2 separate regions of the Mus musculus genome follow, and region 1 is linked to region 2. Evidence: chromatin contacts called from public HiChIP or PLAC-seq data. All regions are on one chromosome and are shown on one strand. The core of a region is the stretch at or near the end of the contact, and the rest is flanking DNA. Distances in the headings are between cores, read along the strand shown. Region 1 overlaps Gm27162 (predicted gene 27162). Region 2 has its middle 22 kb from the start of Gm31871.

The links. HiChIP or PLAC-seq counts read pairs in DNA pulled down with a chosen protein or histone mark.
Region 1: a contact with region 2 is called in an H3K27ac HiChIP or PLAC-seq map of thymic regulatory T cells, with 6 times the contacts expected there. The contact joins two enhancer-like sites. A contact is called at or near these places in 2 of 115 datasets of contacts at active chromatin or transcription factors (bone marrow-derived macrophages and thymic regulatory T cells).

What each region holds. Positions count from the first base shown.
Region 1 is chr9:32,912,559-32,920,245 of GRCm38.p6, reverse strand. All of the region lies in intron 1 of Gm27162 (predicted gene 27162), which reads left to right. Among named protein-coding and RNA genes, the nearest start is that of Gm27162, 13 kb to the left of the region's middle. Within about 2 kb of position 4,390, at least 31 of the 459 cell types and tissues checked have an H3K27ac peak or open chromatin away from gene starts, as enhancers often do. A contact at or near this core is called in thymic regulatory T cells, where this site is marked.
Region 2 is chr9:32,568,669-32,576,094 of GRCm38.p6, reverse strand. No RefSeq gene overlaps it. Among named protein-coding and RNA genes, the nearest start is that of Gm31871, 22 kb to the left of the region's middle. Within about 2 kb of position 5,269, at least 24 of the 459 cell types and tissues checked have an H3K27ac peak or open chromatin away from gene starts, as enhancers often do. A contact at or near this core is called in thymic regulatory T cells, where this site is marked.

The DNA of each region.
Region 1 (7,687 bases), core at 3,141-5,640, 350 kb before region 2:
GATAGATATAGGTATAGGTATAGAGATAGAGATAGAGATAGAGATAGAGATAGAGATAGAGATAGAGATAGAGATAGAGATAGAGATAGATAGATATAGATGATATAGATATAATGCATATATAGGCTTATATGTCACTTGCTAATAGAGATAGATCCCAAATAATTATAAAATATACTAGCAAATCAAGATTGCTATGGTGTCAGAGAATATACAATTATATTGGACTTCATATGTGTACTCTATCATTGGACTTCATATGTGAACTCATACCACTGACCAAAATATCATTGTGCACCATATCACTGTGTATGTTCATTCTGCAAATATATAACCAATGCCCACCTTTCAGATACAAGCCCCAGGAACAAAGAAACTCCAAGGGTTTCACTCATTTTTGCACCCTTAGCCCCTGGTTGGCCTTATGTCTGAAAAGAACAGATAGCTTTATGCAGTCATTACTTTTTCTTACTTCAAGTCAACAGTACCCAAGACCATAATTTTCATTGAATTTTATCAGTAGGAGGAGGAGTCTTTAACCAAATCTCAGTTTTAAGTAAACTGGCAGCTATTTTTAGGACTGGAGTTTCTGCCTTGACATCCTCTACTTCACTTCCCGAGATTTTGACTTGGCCCTGATCATGATTTACATCAGCGGTTCTCAACCTTCCTAAGGCTATGGCCCTTTAATACAGTTCCTCGTGCAGTGACTCCCACCAAACCATGAAATTATTTCCATTGCTACTTCATAACTTTAACTCAGCTACTATTATGAATTTTAATGTAAATATTTTTGGAATTAGAGGTTTGCCAAAGGGCTCATGACCTACAGATTGAAAAACACTGGTCTACATTCTCTCTCTCTCTCTCTCTCTCTCTCTCTCTCTCTCTCTCTCTCTCTCTCTCGGTAGCCACGGGGGGGGGGAGGACATATGGGCTTTTTGTTCACAACTTATATTCTCAGTGCTTTGAACAACTCCAAGAACACCAGGAAGTCGGTGGATATTTGGTTATCAAATAGGATGGCTAAATTCAGCCCTCATAGACACTTCAAGCTGGGATGCTAATATCTTTTGAGCAAAACCATATGAAAAAATCAAGGACTTTTTCTTACGTTACTAGTTTTCTGAACCAGCAACTGGCCACATGCAGTTATTAAACACTAAACTGTGGCTATCACAAAAATGTATGCTACATATAAAACACATGCTGAGATTCAAAGAATTAGTATAAAAAAGATAAAAGATATTTTATGAATGTTTTATAACTGTTTCATACTGAAATGATAATATTCTATATGTACTAGATTAAATATAATAAATTATTATAATTTGTATCTATTACCTTTTTGGTGAAATTATTTCCTGATGCTACTAGGAATTTTTAAAAGTTCTATTTGTAGCTTGTATTTCTACTGGAGACTGTTTTGATAAATAATTTTCTAATGCTTTATATCACTTCTTTAAGAAAACATTAGGCTACAGATCAGAACTTAAAGACCTTAATGTTTAATCTTCTTTGAAAGAACTACTACTTGTATATAAGGATGAGATTTTTAAAAATCATTTTCTTAGGCATGAAGGTTTTAATCTCCTTTCCAGACATGATCTAAATGTTGATAAAACACAGGGAACCGTAAGTTCAAATGGCAGTAAAAAGACTGCTTACTTCTTCATCATGTTGCATATAGTTGTTTGATTTTTCCCAATTTTGAACTCAAAAATTAGACTCACTTGGTTTGTCTTCAGATTGACATTCTTCATTATGCTTAAGGTTATAACCCCCTCCCCCTGAAATAGCACATATAACATTTTTTGCCTTATTTATTTTTTCTCACTGTATTAGAGATGGAGCCTAGGGCTCTGTGAATGTTAGGTACATTTTTATCATTGAGGCACACTCCCAGCCATCTCTTAACGTTTTGTTTCAAGATGAGGTCGCATTATATTGCTGAGGCTGTTCCTGAATTCACTTTGTAACCTAGGCAGGCTTTGAACTTGCTATCCTCCTGCTCCAGCGTCCAGATTGGTTGGAAAGGGAGGCCTGTGATACCAGGTCTGGCTACCATGTGGCTTCTTTAGAGGGGCAATTTCCACTTTACAGTCTGAGAGTGAATACATTTTTCTGATGGGTTTTATCATTTTTCAAAAGTGGATCTAATCAAAGAATTCCATCTGAACAAATTTATCCACAGCCTAGTGACACCCATAAATTTAGTCTGGAGGTATTACACATAACCCATCAGTGTGATCTCAAGAAGATTGTATACTGAGCCTTATCTTTGAGGAATTCATAGGTAAGAGAAGGCATGTAGCTGTTGATTTCAACATCATATGGTAAATTCTAATTATCTCTTAAAAAGAAGCGTTGAGTGTAATTTGATGAACCAAGGAAAGGAAGCAGATCTAGCTGGTTCTGTGTGTGTGTGTGTGTGTGTGTGTGTGTGTGTGTGTGTGTGTGTGTGTGTGTTTAGGGTGAGGCAAGAGGAGAGATAATCAGGGGGAACTTTAAGAATTATGCTATTGATTTCTTAATAATGAGATCTTCATTTCTCATCACCATCTACAACAGAAACACTGTGTTTAAAAGAGTTCCCTTCTCGCTTCTCTGGACTTTCACTATAACAGTCTCCAGTCTGATTGTGCTAATAAAGTATAATGACAACACGGAGATTAGAAAACATGATGGAGATTTTCTGTGTTCCTCTCCTATCTAAAAAACCCTCTGTCACCCAGAACTAAAAATACTAAAATGGAAGATAGAAAACCTGAATCCCCTCCCTCTCCTTGGCTAAAATGACATGACTGACTCCATCTCTCATCCCAGTCAGGCAAGGATCTTGTTCTCTACTTCTTTGAATTATCAGAAGAGCTGGACGGCATCCTGAGATAGTCTTCATGCTCCCTGCAACATTCTCCCAGGGCTCAGCCTTACAGAAGATGGAAGGCCTTTTAGTAAAGCAAAAAGACAGGCCAAACTTCTTAAGAACATGACAAATGTTCAAATTTTGTCATGTTTTATCTGGTATTAAAAGCTTGTAGAAATTTCTTCAATCAGGAAACAGTTTCTGGGTCCTACCACAGATTAGAACCAAAAGTTAAAATTCAACTTCCTATGTAAGGCATAGATAAATGACTAGTGTTACTGGAGAAGGAGTAACAGCTAGGCTAATCTTGATGGTTTTTTATCAAGCAGATGATTAAGAAGCAACAGCTAAGTTTTTGGCTTATAGTCTTGGCTTGGATCCAACACTTGATATAGCAAAAACTAATAAATAAGGGCTGGTGAGACGAATCAATGGCTAAAGGCATCTGTCCCCATGCCTGACAACCCATGTGGTGGAAAGACAGAACTGACTGCACACATTGTCCTTTGATCTACACATGTGTACCTGGGCATGCAGGCACGCGTACACACACACACACACACACACACACACACACACACACTTGTAACAAAATACAGTAAACTATGTTTAAATGTAACTGTTGACTATTTAAATAAATTTATATAATATTTAAATGTTTCAACTTTACAAACATTATTAAGTAACTCATTCTATCTTAAAATTACCTCCATGATTATATACTAAATTCAGAAAATTCATTTATAACTTGGATTCATACCAACAAAGACGAAAAGACATGTTCTTAATATGATGAATAAACTATAACCTCTCATATTCCTGTAATTGTCTTGACTGCTCAGAAACCCAGGCAGTGCTAAAGCTCAAAGTAACTTCACCAGCCTGTGCATCTGTGTCTTCTTAGGCGTGTGCTCTACAGATTTCTATCATGAGAAGATTTTCAGAGCATTTTGCTCCCAGCTGCAGATTTACAATACTACCAGCGTATTGACAATTCTAAGACACCAAACAAGAAATGCTTTTACTCTTTTTGCTCATCTCTTCCTAAATGGAGGCATCCACAGAACCCACCTCCACCTGATACCTTTTATCCCAGATCACATGAAATCAAAACATTAGCAACCTTGTTATGGTTGGTTTCTTTCTTCTCCTGGTCTAGGTTATTTTTTGGTTTTCTTCTTTCTGTATCTACTTAGGATGCACAAATTAAAACATAAACAACAAACTGTGGACATGGGTCTGTGTGTGTGTGTGTGTGTGTGTGTGTGTGTGTGTGTGTGCGTGTGCATGCTCACACACATATGCACATATGGAGAGTGGCAGAGGGGATTAGAGAGAGGAGAAATCAGTTCTCCTCTGCAGCTCTATTCTTGTCCCAGTGGCTATCTTTGTGTACTGTGCTGTGTGTATATTTGTTAAAAATCAGGTCACCGTTTCAGTTAGGCTGCCCCACTATTGGTCCCCAGTTGTTCCTGGCAGGGCTGTACATGAACAAGAGCCTTCTAGGGAAAACCCAAAGTCTTTCAGGAAGTGGTCTGTGATGGTGTGCTATAGTAACTGATGAGTTTCCTTCTGAGTCAGGGATACCACAAGGGGGTCCCCAGGAATTGACATCTCTCTGAGAAGATAGAAAGATATTCTGAGACTGAAGTCATGACTGCCTCTTCTGTAGCTAAGGACCCTGGAGATTAATAGAATACCAACCAGATCTGAGTCCAGTTCCTCCGCACTCCAAACGCCTCTCACTTCTTATTGCTACCCTTGTCTGCAGCACCTGTGGCCTTTGCTTTTGGTTTCAGCTCCTTTACTCTGAAAGGCAGGCCCGCAGACTGCATCTCCTTGTCATGGAGGTACCTGTTGGACACATTTTACATTTGCTCCAAAAGCTTTCCTGTGAAAACACTCAGCTAAAAATACTTTTGGAGAACATAGTCTGCATGAACAACAGGAGCCAACCCTTCTCCAACATGGAAAGGCCTTTAGCTCCCTCCTTCCACTGTCTCCAGGCACACAGTCCTCTAAGACACCTCTGGTGTCTTATAAGAAATTAATATGGCTGCATGGAGGCTAGTCCTCATGATTTTGTCAAACTCATGAGCAAAATAATTGTAAAATGAAAATAAACAGGTGTGCTTACACCTTGCATTTCTTCTTTAGGCAGTGTATATCTAAAAAAAAAATAATAATAATAATAAAAAGAATCTAATGATGGCCATGAGCAACTTCATGGTCAAGTAAAGCCTAGGAAGTGTGTGGTTCTTAATAAAAAAAAATGAGTTGAGTAAATAAAGAAATAGACTCACAACAGTGTCTTCAGAAACTACCAACATTGGTGTTTTACTTAGGCAAGAAAAAAAAAAATCCAGGACATTAAATAATTAGGTCACCCACTATCACCCAAAGAAGTGCTTCCTCAAGAGAAACACACATCTTGCCCAGCAAAGCCAAAGTGTGAGTCTTCTGGTCTGTACCAGTGGCAGGACACGGTAGATACCACCTGAATAAGCGGGCCCTTGCTAAGTGACATAAGTCATATCCTATAGGACAAACACTGCAAGAATCTACATAGATCAGGTATTCAGAAGAGGTGTGAAGATTAATTCAACATGTACAGGAAGAAAATAGAATGGCAGTTAGTTACCAGGCACTGTGTAGATGGGTAGAATTGGGAGTTGGTATTACATGAGTGCAGAGTTTCAGTTTGGGGATGTGATATAGAATAGATCTGCAGATGACCATGGCAGTGGCTGCATTACACTGTCATGCACTCAGTGCCACGGATTTAGGCCCTGTAAAATGGTAAGGCAGTAAATTTAATTTCATGTATAATTTAAAACTTAGGGAAAGAGGACTGGAAAGAAGGCATTAGAGAGTGCAAGCTGTCACACCAGTATTTGGATCCCTACACGTAGGTGACAAGCAGGCAACACGCAAATGCCCAGTATCTAACTCCAAAGGATCTGACACTCCTACCTGACCAGGGAATGTGTACAGGCATATGCACCCACATATGCACAGGCATTCACACACATATACAAATAAATGGCTACATCTCTTTTTAAAATTCAAGGTAAGTGGTTAAGGGTTAAGGTTATATATAATATTCTAAAACTAATATCTGCAATTTCTTTACAAATATAAATTTATTTTCCCCTAATCACAAAAAGGTTTATTTAACACATCACACACACACACACACACACACACACACACACACACACACACACACACACCGGAGTGACAGAGACATACACACAGAGAGAATGAGAAAAACACATTCCTGGATTTCACACTAAACTTTTGGGATGTAGGATATTGGCAAGTGACCAAGATGCCACATTTCAACACATCTAAACTTTAAGAACCACTAGGTTTAAACTGTGCCTAATGATCGTTGGTTTTTTTTTGTTTTGTTTTGTTTTGTTTTGTTTTGTTTTTGTGTGTGTGTGTTTTCTTTTCTTTTCTTTTGTTTTAAATTACTGTCTTCCTACTTTGACCAATGGATGAATAAAAGTTAAGTAAGAATTCTCAGAACCATTTTTTGATGCAGATAGTGCCTTAGCACCATGCTCTTACCAGATTTCTGATCCCAAAATGGGCCACTAGCATTGTATCTAACTCCTGAATGAATGGTGTTGAGATAGCCATCTTTGTTTTTCCCTAAATCTCACCTCTGTCCCTACCCCCTTCCACCTCTCTGCCTTGTAAAAAGGCTCTAACCCTGGGAAATGGAGTGCACTGATTGGGTCGTGACCAGGCTTATTTTTCTCTTTCCCTGTCACTTCCAGTGACCCCTCCAGCAAGGGTCACAGCCAGATTTGAAACTAAATACAAGAACAAGAAGTAGGAAAGGGTGACAAGGGCATCAGGCTATAAAACCTTCTTGTCCCAACTGATACAGACAATAAAAGAAGGGACAGGCCTGCAGCCCATGTCACAGGTATGGCAGCCTGGGGACTTGGAAGGCAGCCAGCCTTGATCACTCTGGGAGCCCAAAGTCTCTGGCTCCCAAATGCTTGCCTTCTCTGGGTGCAAAATGTGATGTTTGGAAGAGAAGCATTCTCAGGGCTTCCCCCACCTCTGACGGTCTGCAATTGCTTAGAATTAAACAACCCTGCCCTAAAATAATCTCCATTGTCAGCATCATCGTGGCTTGCACCTTTGTTAGCACAAGGTTTTTAAAGAAAGAATCTGGCACAAGGTTGACTCAAGTAATGTTTCGAGCAAGGGAAATCATCAGCTCTTCCAAACCTCCGAGACAAAGGGGTGTTGAGTGAGAAAAGGCAGCACTGTATCTGAGAGACTATCTGGGGGCATGTGTGGATCATACTGTGATGTGTATATAAACGATCTCTCACCTGCTGTATAAGGTACATTAAGGAAAAGGAAATTATGATAAGGTTAGATATTCAGAGAAGATGTCAAAGGGCATGATTGTGGCCCTGGGGTTTCTTCTCCCTTTTCTCCTGACCAATTACTACTCACAAGTGGATCAAGAAAAAAAAAAAAAAAAAAAAAAAAAAAAAAAAAACCACTAGAGAACCTGAATCAGTTGGTCCAATCTTTATTTTAAAATTCAAGACCCCAGAATTTGGGGGTCAGGCACCTGCTGCTCAAACCTGGAAAGTGTTCATCCAACAGTGGTAATGACATCCAGCATAAAGTCAGTATTTATTTAACTGCACAAGAGAAATGGCCAACTGAGAGCTAACCCAGAGAGGCCAAGAGAGCACACAAGAAACAAAAGCAGCAGAAATGTTTCAGGGTGAAGGATTCCCTCCCTTTTGCCAGGATTCTCTTGGGAATGAACCCCTCGAGCCA
Region 2 (7,426 bases), core at 4,020-6,519:
GTTCATTGTTCGCTCTCCAGCAGAATTCTTAGAAGTTTTCCATCCAACCTGTCTCCACAGTCCTCCCTACACCACACCGGGGTTTCTGCCCCATCATACCTCTGAAGTAGTTCTTGCCAAAGTAAAGTTCAAATGCCACAAATCTAATAGGCATTTTTGCCATAACTTTAGCTGACCCCTCTAGCACTGGGCAATTTTAACCCCCTCTTTTACAGGCTCCCCTTTATGGAGGGTTGGATATAGCACCACTGTTCGGCCTTTCTCTTCTCTGAATGTTCCTGTGCGTGTCCTCAGAAGGGTCACACCTTATAGCCAGTCGGTAGAAGTGGATGCTGTACCGAACCTTCGAGTGAAAGGCAGCACTTCTTACCATCCCTCCTTTGGGTTCAACTATGGATCCTGTCTGTTTAAGAAAAGCTTTCAAATGTGCCTCTCTAGCTAAGATTCTTCTCCTGAGCTCCAAGCCACAGTGCTCATGTTCATACTTCATGCCCTGGCTCTCGGTCTCCCTTGATGCTTTTCCTGGGTATACAGCATCCACCCATGAGCAGAGACAGACACCAAGGGGATTCTGTCCCCTCCCACAGTTTGACCCAGCTGAAATCTCCTCAGTGTCTCCTTCCTGCTCACCTGTCCACCCCATGAGCACCAGCCCACATCAGTCTGCTGAAGTTCCCAACCCTTCCAGTAGCCTGCTTGCCAGTTAAGCTTTGATAATTTGACCCCTGTGGTATTTGCTCTCTGATTAACCCCCACCCCTAGAAAACAATGCCCAAGTTCTTAGTGTGACCTCTAAGGTCCCTCCTGCAGGGGTCCTGTCTTCTCTCCAATCCCTTCCCATTTCTCTCTGCATTCCAGCACAGTGACCTTAAAGTTTTTTTCATATATAACTTTCCCCACTTCTTTCGCTCTGCAGAGATGGGTCTCTCCTACCTCACAGGCTCCTCCAAGTACCGGCCTCCTGATCCATATCAGCATGGCCCTGCAGGGAACTCTTCCCTTCCCTGCATGGACTACAGAGTGAAACAGGGACAGAGAGAGAGGGAGGGGGAGAGAGAGACAGAGAGACAGAGAGACAGAGAGACAGAGACAGAGAGAGGAGAGAGAGAAGGAAGAAGAAGAAGAAGAAGTAGAAGAAGAGGAGGAGGAGGAGGAGGAAGAGAAAGAGGAAGAGGAAGAAGAAGAAGAAGAAGAAGAAGAAGAAGAAGAAGAAGAAGAAGAAGAAGAAGAGGAAGAGGAAGAGGAAGAGGAAGAGGAAGAGGAAGAGGAAGAGGAAGAAGAAGAAGAAGAAGAAGAGGAAGAGGAAGAGGAAGAAGAGGAAGAGGAAGAGGAAGAAGAAGAAGAAGAGGAAGAGGAAGAGGAAGAAGAGGAAGAAGAGGAAGAAGAGGAAGAAGAGGAAGAAGAGGAAGAAGAGGAAGAAGAGGAAGAAGAGGAAGAAGAGGAAGAAGAGGAAGAAGAGGAAGAAGAGGAAGAAGAGGAAGAAGAGGAAGAAGAGGAAGAGGAAGAAGAAGAAGAAGAAGAAGAAGAAGAAGAAGAAGAAGAAGAAGAAGAAGAAGAAACCATCAATAACAAACAAAAGACCACAAGTAATAAAACTTGTAAGAGATTACAAAGTAATACACAAGTATAAAATAGACTGAATAGAAGTTGAATCATTCCAGCTATGAAAATAACTGTAGTCAATAGTCAAAATACAGCATCACTTTGGGAATCACTTTTGAGAATTCCATAAGAACACATGAAATTTCACACAATAAAAATATTCAGTAAGAGCAATTCTTAATTTTACCTCCTGCCCAAGAAAAACAGAAAAGGAATCCCAAAGTGTGCGTGGCTATTGTCCTGTTTGTCACAATCGTAGGTGGTTTTTTAATTCTTTTTTTGTGTTTTAATTCTTTATGAGTTATGTATGAGGAAAAGATTTTACTCCTCCAGTAAGAAAGGAGTTATATTGGTCAATAATTCTTTGTGCTATCAGGTACGGAAAACCAAATGCAGAGTGATTTACACAGTACTAGGCTGTAGCTAACATCCCTGATGAGGTTTAGTGTGGCCAATCTGCTCTCTTTTCCTGAAATTTTGTTCTTTTCTGTCCATTTTAGTGTTTTACTTCATCCTCAGATTAAGTTCTCTCATGACCACAAAATAGCTGTGGTGGTTGCTCGTGTCTCATACTCATGACTGAGCTGCACAGGAGTGCAGGAGCCTGTATCCACTCAGACTGGACTACCTTAGTACACATGACCACATTTGAGCCAATCACTGAGGCTGGAGGAGGCTGCTAAGTCAGACAGACACGAGCCATTTGGGAGGGGTTCTGATAACACCAAAGGGACTAGAAGGTGAAGCTGCAACATAGAGCTGCGTTTGACGTGGAGTAATGACATCCTCACACAGGGAACCTCAAAATTCAAAGCTGCTGGGTATGCTGGCAAGCACCTTTAGTCCCAATGCTCAGGAACCAGAGATGGACAGACCTCTGTGAGTTTGAAGCCAGCCAGGGCTGCACAGTAAGACTGTGTCTGAAAAGTTGAAAGCTAGGGAGTCGAGTGTACTGTTAAAACAATGGGGAAGAGCTTGGGTAGACAGGGGTTCCATGGAACAAGCTGACGAGCCAGACTACTTCAGTGAGCTCTGAGTTTGATTGAGAGAGCCTGACTCCAAGGGCAAGGTGGAAGAGTGATGGTGAAAGCTTCCTGACATCAACCTTGGGCCCCCAACATACACACCACCGGAGTCACAGACAGGAATAAAAAAGAAAACAGTGTGGAGCTCTGTGCGAGAAACGTGTTCTGCTGATGCAAAGCAAACTTAGGGCAGAAGTCAAGGGCTAAAGGGGGCATGAAAGGGGGGACTATAGGGCTGGTATTGCAACTCAGTGATAGGATGGATTGTCTTGTACACTGAGGCCCTAGATTCAATCACCTATACCACTAAAAGAGGAGAAGGAAGAGGAGGAAGGAAGGAAGCCATTGCCTTCGGTCTGGGATTGTAGCTCAGTGACTGTGTACTTGGCTCCTATGTATGAGGCCCTTAGTTCAATTCCCAATATTGACTTCTTAAAAAGATACACTTTCCAAACATTAGCTCTAAACTGTCCAAAATGCAATACTCTTTGCCAGAAAGACTCTGGTACAGTCTTCTGGAGGGCTTTCATGTAGTTTACAACCATCCTATACCATCCCAGCAGACTCCCCAGTAACACTGGCATGGATACAGCTTTTGAGCATCCTTAGGATTAAATAACTAATGTTAAATTGAACTCTGTTTAGAAAAGTTATTTTAAGGTTATTTTAACCTAGGCTTGCTGACAAGAATGTGTAACCCCAGCAATTTGGGAGTCGGTAGTAGGAGGATCACAAGTTCAAGGCCTACTTGCAATACATAGTAAAACCCTATCTTAAAAAAAATACTTAAAAATATAAGAGGTAATAAATGGGCTAGAGATAGATGAGAATATGACTCAGTTGGACCCTTTTGCTGTATACATGAGGACCTGAGTTCATGTTTAATATTAATGTGTTTATTTTATGTATAAGTACACTATTGCTGTCTTCAAACGCACCAGAAGAGGACATCCGATCCTGTTACAGATGGTTGAGAGTGACCATGTGGTTGCTGGGAATTGAGCCATCTCTCCAGCCTCCCTCCGCCACCACAAAAAAATAAATTTTTAAAGAAAAATATTCTTAAGAACAACAGCAGCAACAGAACCAATTTCCCTGGGGTCTGCAGAGGAGGATTGTGAGAAAGCAGCAGCTGGGGGCTCCAACAATAGGAAGAAGGTCCTGAACAATGGGTTGGGAAGAACTCTGAACAGGATAGAAGGGCGTCATTACTAGTGTGGCCTTGCTCCTCCCTGCCACAGGCAGGATGGGCCTAGGAAGTACCAGGAAGCCCCCATGTTGTACCCTCCCTGCCCTGCTTCTGTGTCAGGGAAAACAGTGCCTGGGATCTCAGCATCAGAGATGTTTACATCAGTGTAAAACAATTCCTGCCTCTCATCCCCAACTCAGCAAGAATCCATCTTTGTTTCTTCTGCATGTTGCAGCCTTGTTTGACAATATAATGAGGGTTTCTAAGCCAGATGGAAAATGGCTCACCTGAGTGTTTAATGTCAAGGCTGCCAAGGCATTTGGCCCCCAGGCACTCCCATCTCTGGGGAAGGGGTTGCAGGCCTCTTAGCTCCAGCCAAGGGCTCTAAGCTGGCGTCTTGCCCCACTAAGCCACTTTTGCAACAGCAGAAAGGCAGGAGCTTCTGTCGGCTTCCATTTCCTGAAGTGTGCCTGAGGTGTCACTGAGGTGCCTGGGTGGAATTTGTTCCATCAAATCCCTGGAACAGCTCGAGATGGGAAGGGGTGGAGTGTAATCACAGAAAAACAAGCGGATTGGGAGGTGACCTCAGTTGGGAGTTGGTCTGTGGATTGGCTAGATGTGGCAAAGGGAGGGGCATCTGGGCTCCTGCCATCACATAAGCCTAAGAAACTTCCCAGGGAACTTGCCACACAGCCTCTACAGCCTACAGTAAGACTATGATGCCAAGACCACTTGGAAGTCAAATCTACAGAAGGAACAAGAACAGCATCCAATTAACATAAGACCACAGGGAGCCATCGAGGAAAGAGCTGCATGCAGAATGTGACTAGACTTAGGAGTATTCCTTGCCAAGCTTGCCCTGAGCAGTTAATAGCTTTGAATGCATCACATTCTACTCAAATCTTTGTTTTCCTCTCACCTCTAACATAGAGCCCATAACGCTTATGTACTGGGCCCTTGTGGTGTTTGCAGGTCTTTCTTTACCTGATTTGAAATGAAGGACTGTCCTAGACCAGACTCTAGCATCTACAGAGTGCTCGAGATACAAAATGGTTGAGGTTGAGCGTGAGGATTGTTGATAGAACTGTTCTTAACATTCGAGGGGCCCTGGGTTCCAGTACAGAAAACTAATCAATCAATCAGTCTGGAAACATTTTTGCCAGCGTTTAATCTACAGCAGTTGGATCAACCAGTTAACTGAGGAACAGAAAGAATATGGTCATTTGAGGAAGGGCACAAAATACAGGCCTTAAAGGGAGCACTCTGGGGGCTCCAGGAACCATGAAGAACTAAATCATCACTCTAAATGAAGAGATTTCTTTCAGTTCAACTCAGTCTTCTAACCTGCTTTGAAAGGAATCAGTCTCATTGCCACTTCCTGACACTAGAGTGCCGCCACTTCCTCTGCTGGAGTGTGTCTATTTCCTGATGCTAGGGTGCTGCTACTTCCTCTGCTGGAGTGCCTTCACTTCCTGGTGCTTGAGAACTGCTACTTCCTATACTAGAGTGCCTCCACTTCCTATCCTGGAGTGCTGGCACTTCCTGGTGCTGAAGCATGAAGCCATTCATCGGTTGAGCTTTGCACCTCCCCATCTCACTGGTTTTACCCAAGGATGAGATAACATCCAGAAATGCCGTTTGTGAAGATCCGTACTGTGAACTTGGCAGGAAAACTTATCACTAAGAGACAAGTCTCCGAAATGTTTCTAGATTACATTGAGGTGAGAAGATTTGGCAGAAAGGTGGGTGTTGTTGTCCCAGGGGCTAGTGTCTCTGAATAAGAAGGGGAGAGCAACCATGCATCAGATCACCTCTGCTTCCTAGCTGTGTATACTGTGACCTCTTGCTCTCACGACCACACATCCCACGGCTAGGAAACAGTAGGCCAAAATAAACCCTTCCTTCCCTAAGATGTTTTTTTTTTTTTTTTTTTTTTTTTTTTTGGTCACAGTTACAAGAATACTGTTGCAACTGAGAATGATGACCATACCTTTAGTCTCAGTACTTCAGTACTCGGGAAGCATAAGAAGGTTGCTGTGTGAATTTGTGGCCAGACTAATCTACATAGGAAGTTGCAGGCTAGCCAAAGATATACAGGGAGACCTTGTCAAGAAAGAGAGAGAGAGAGAAATAAGGAGAGAAAGAGAAAGGGAAGAAGGGAGGGAGGGAAGAAAGGAAGAAAGAGAAGGAGAGAAGGACATAAGAAAGGAAGAAAGAAAGACAGAAAGAACAAATGAAAGAAAGGAAGGGAGGAAGGAAGGAAGAGAGGGAGGGAGGGAGGGAGGGAGGGAGGGAGGGAGGGAGGGAGGGAGGGAGAAAAACTATCCATAAAGGTGCAAAGGGCGGTTCTCACATACTGTTGGTAACCCACATCTTTCTAGTTGGTCTTAAAGCCCACTCAAGACGAGGTAATTTATGCACAGCAATAGAAATCTAGCCGGGGCTACTTAGATCATGAACCTTGGAAAAGAATCTACTACCTCTACTTCCTTAGACCAACACAATTCCTTACAATGCTCTCAATTTTCTCCTTATACCTACAGGCAAGTGCAGCTCCTGCCTCTCATCAAAGAAGCCACTGTTTGCATCAAATGGAGAGCACCACAGAAACTTACACCAGGACACATAGACCAGAAAGAGTCCAGCCCTAACAGATAAACCTCCATTACAGCTTCTGCATCTGTGACTCAGGGAACATCATAGAGGATGGTGGAGGGGAGATTATAAAAGGCAGGATACCAGGATGTGTGCTGCCAAACGGTCTCTCTTAGAAATGGCTGAACAAACAAGTCTGGAACAATGGTAATTGTCATGTTAACATGGAAGGGGAAATTCCATAGGTCCTGTCCCACCCTAGACAAGAAATTAAATGTGACTAATGACTGTAGAGAGAGGGAGAATTAGCCACACCTAGAGGTGAGTCCTTTTATCGCCCATTCAATGCAGAGTGGTCCCTTATAAAACCACATACACACAGACGACAAAAGCACACTCAGAAGGTTGTGTCCGTACATTTGTGCACACATATACACACATACATATGTTGTCATATACATATACACATACCTACACATATGTGTGTGCATACATATATATATATATATATATATGCATATATAGTGTAACATATGTATGTAGCAATAATAATTAAAGGAAAGAGGCTACCAAATTAAGAGTGGCAGACATGAAGAAAGGAGAGGTAGGAAAGGGAAGGGAGAAAGTGATGTAATGCTATTTTAACTACAAATATATTTTAAAAATACAATCAACCATGAAGGGCCAATTATCAAAAAGATTAAAACATAATACTTTTTAAAAAAAGCACTGTCGAAAAAATGGAAAGATACAAATACAAATGGATATGCCAAAGGTTGGCAAGAGACAGTCAAATGGATTGTTTTTATCAGTTTTAAATGGTTTGCCTTATTTTAAAATAGAGATTGCACTCTACTGCGACACAGTGTTGCCTTGCACAGTCTTGGTAACAGTGAATCTCCACTAGCTGCTAATCTGCTTGAAGGACAGGTGAGGTTTGGAGACTCACCCACAAAGGTGCTTGGCCCACAATAGTCTCTCATATCCACAGAGGAATTAGTGAAAATGGGACTTG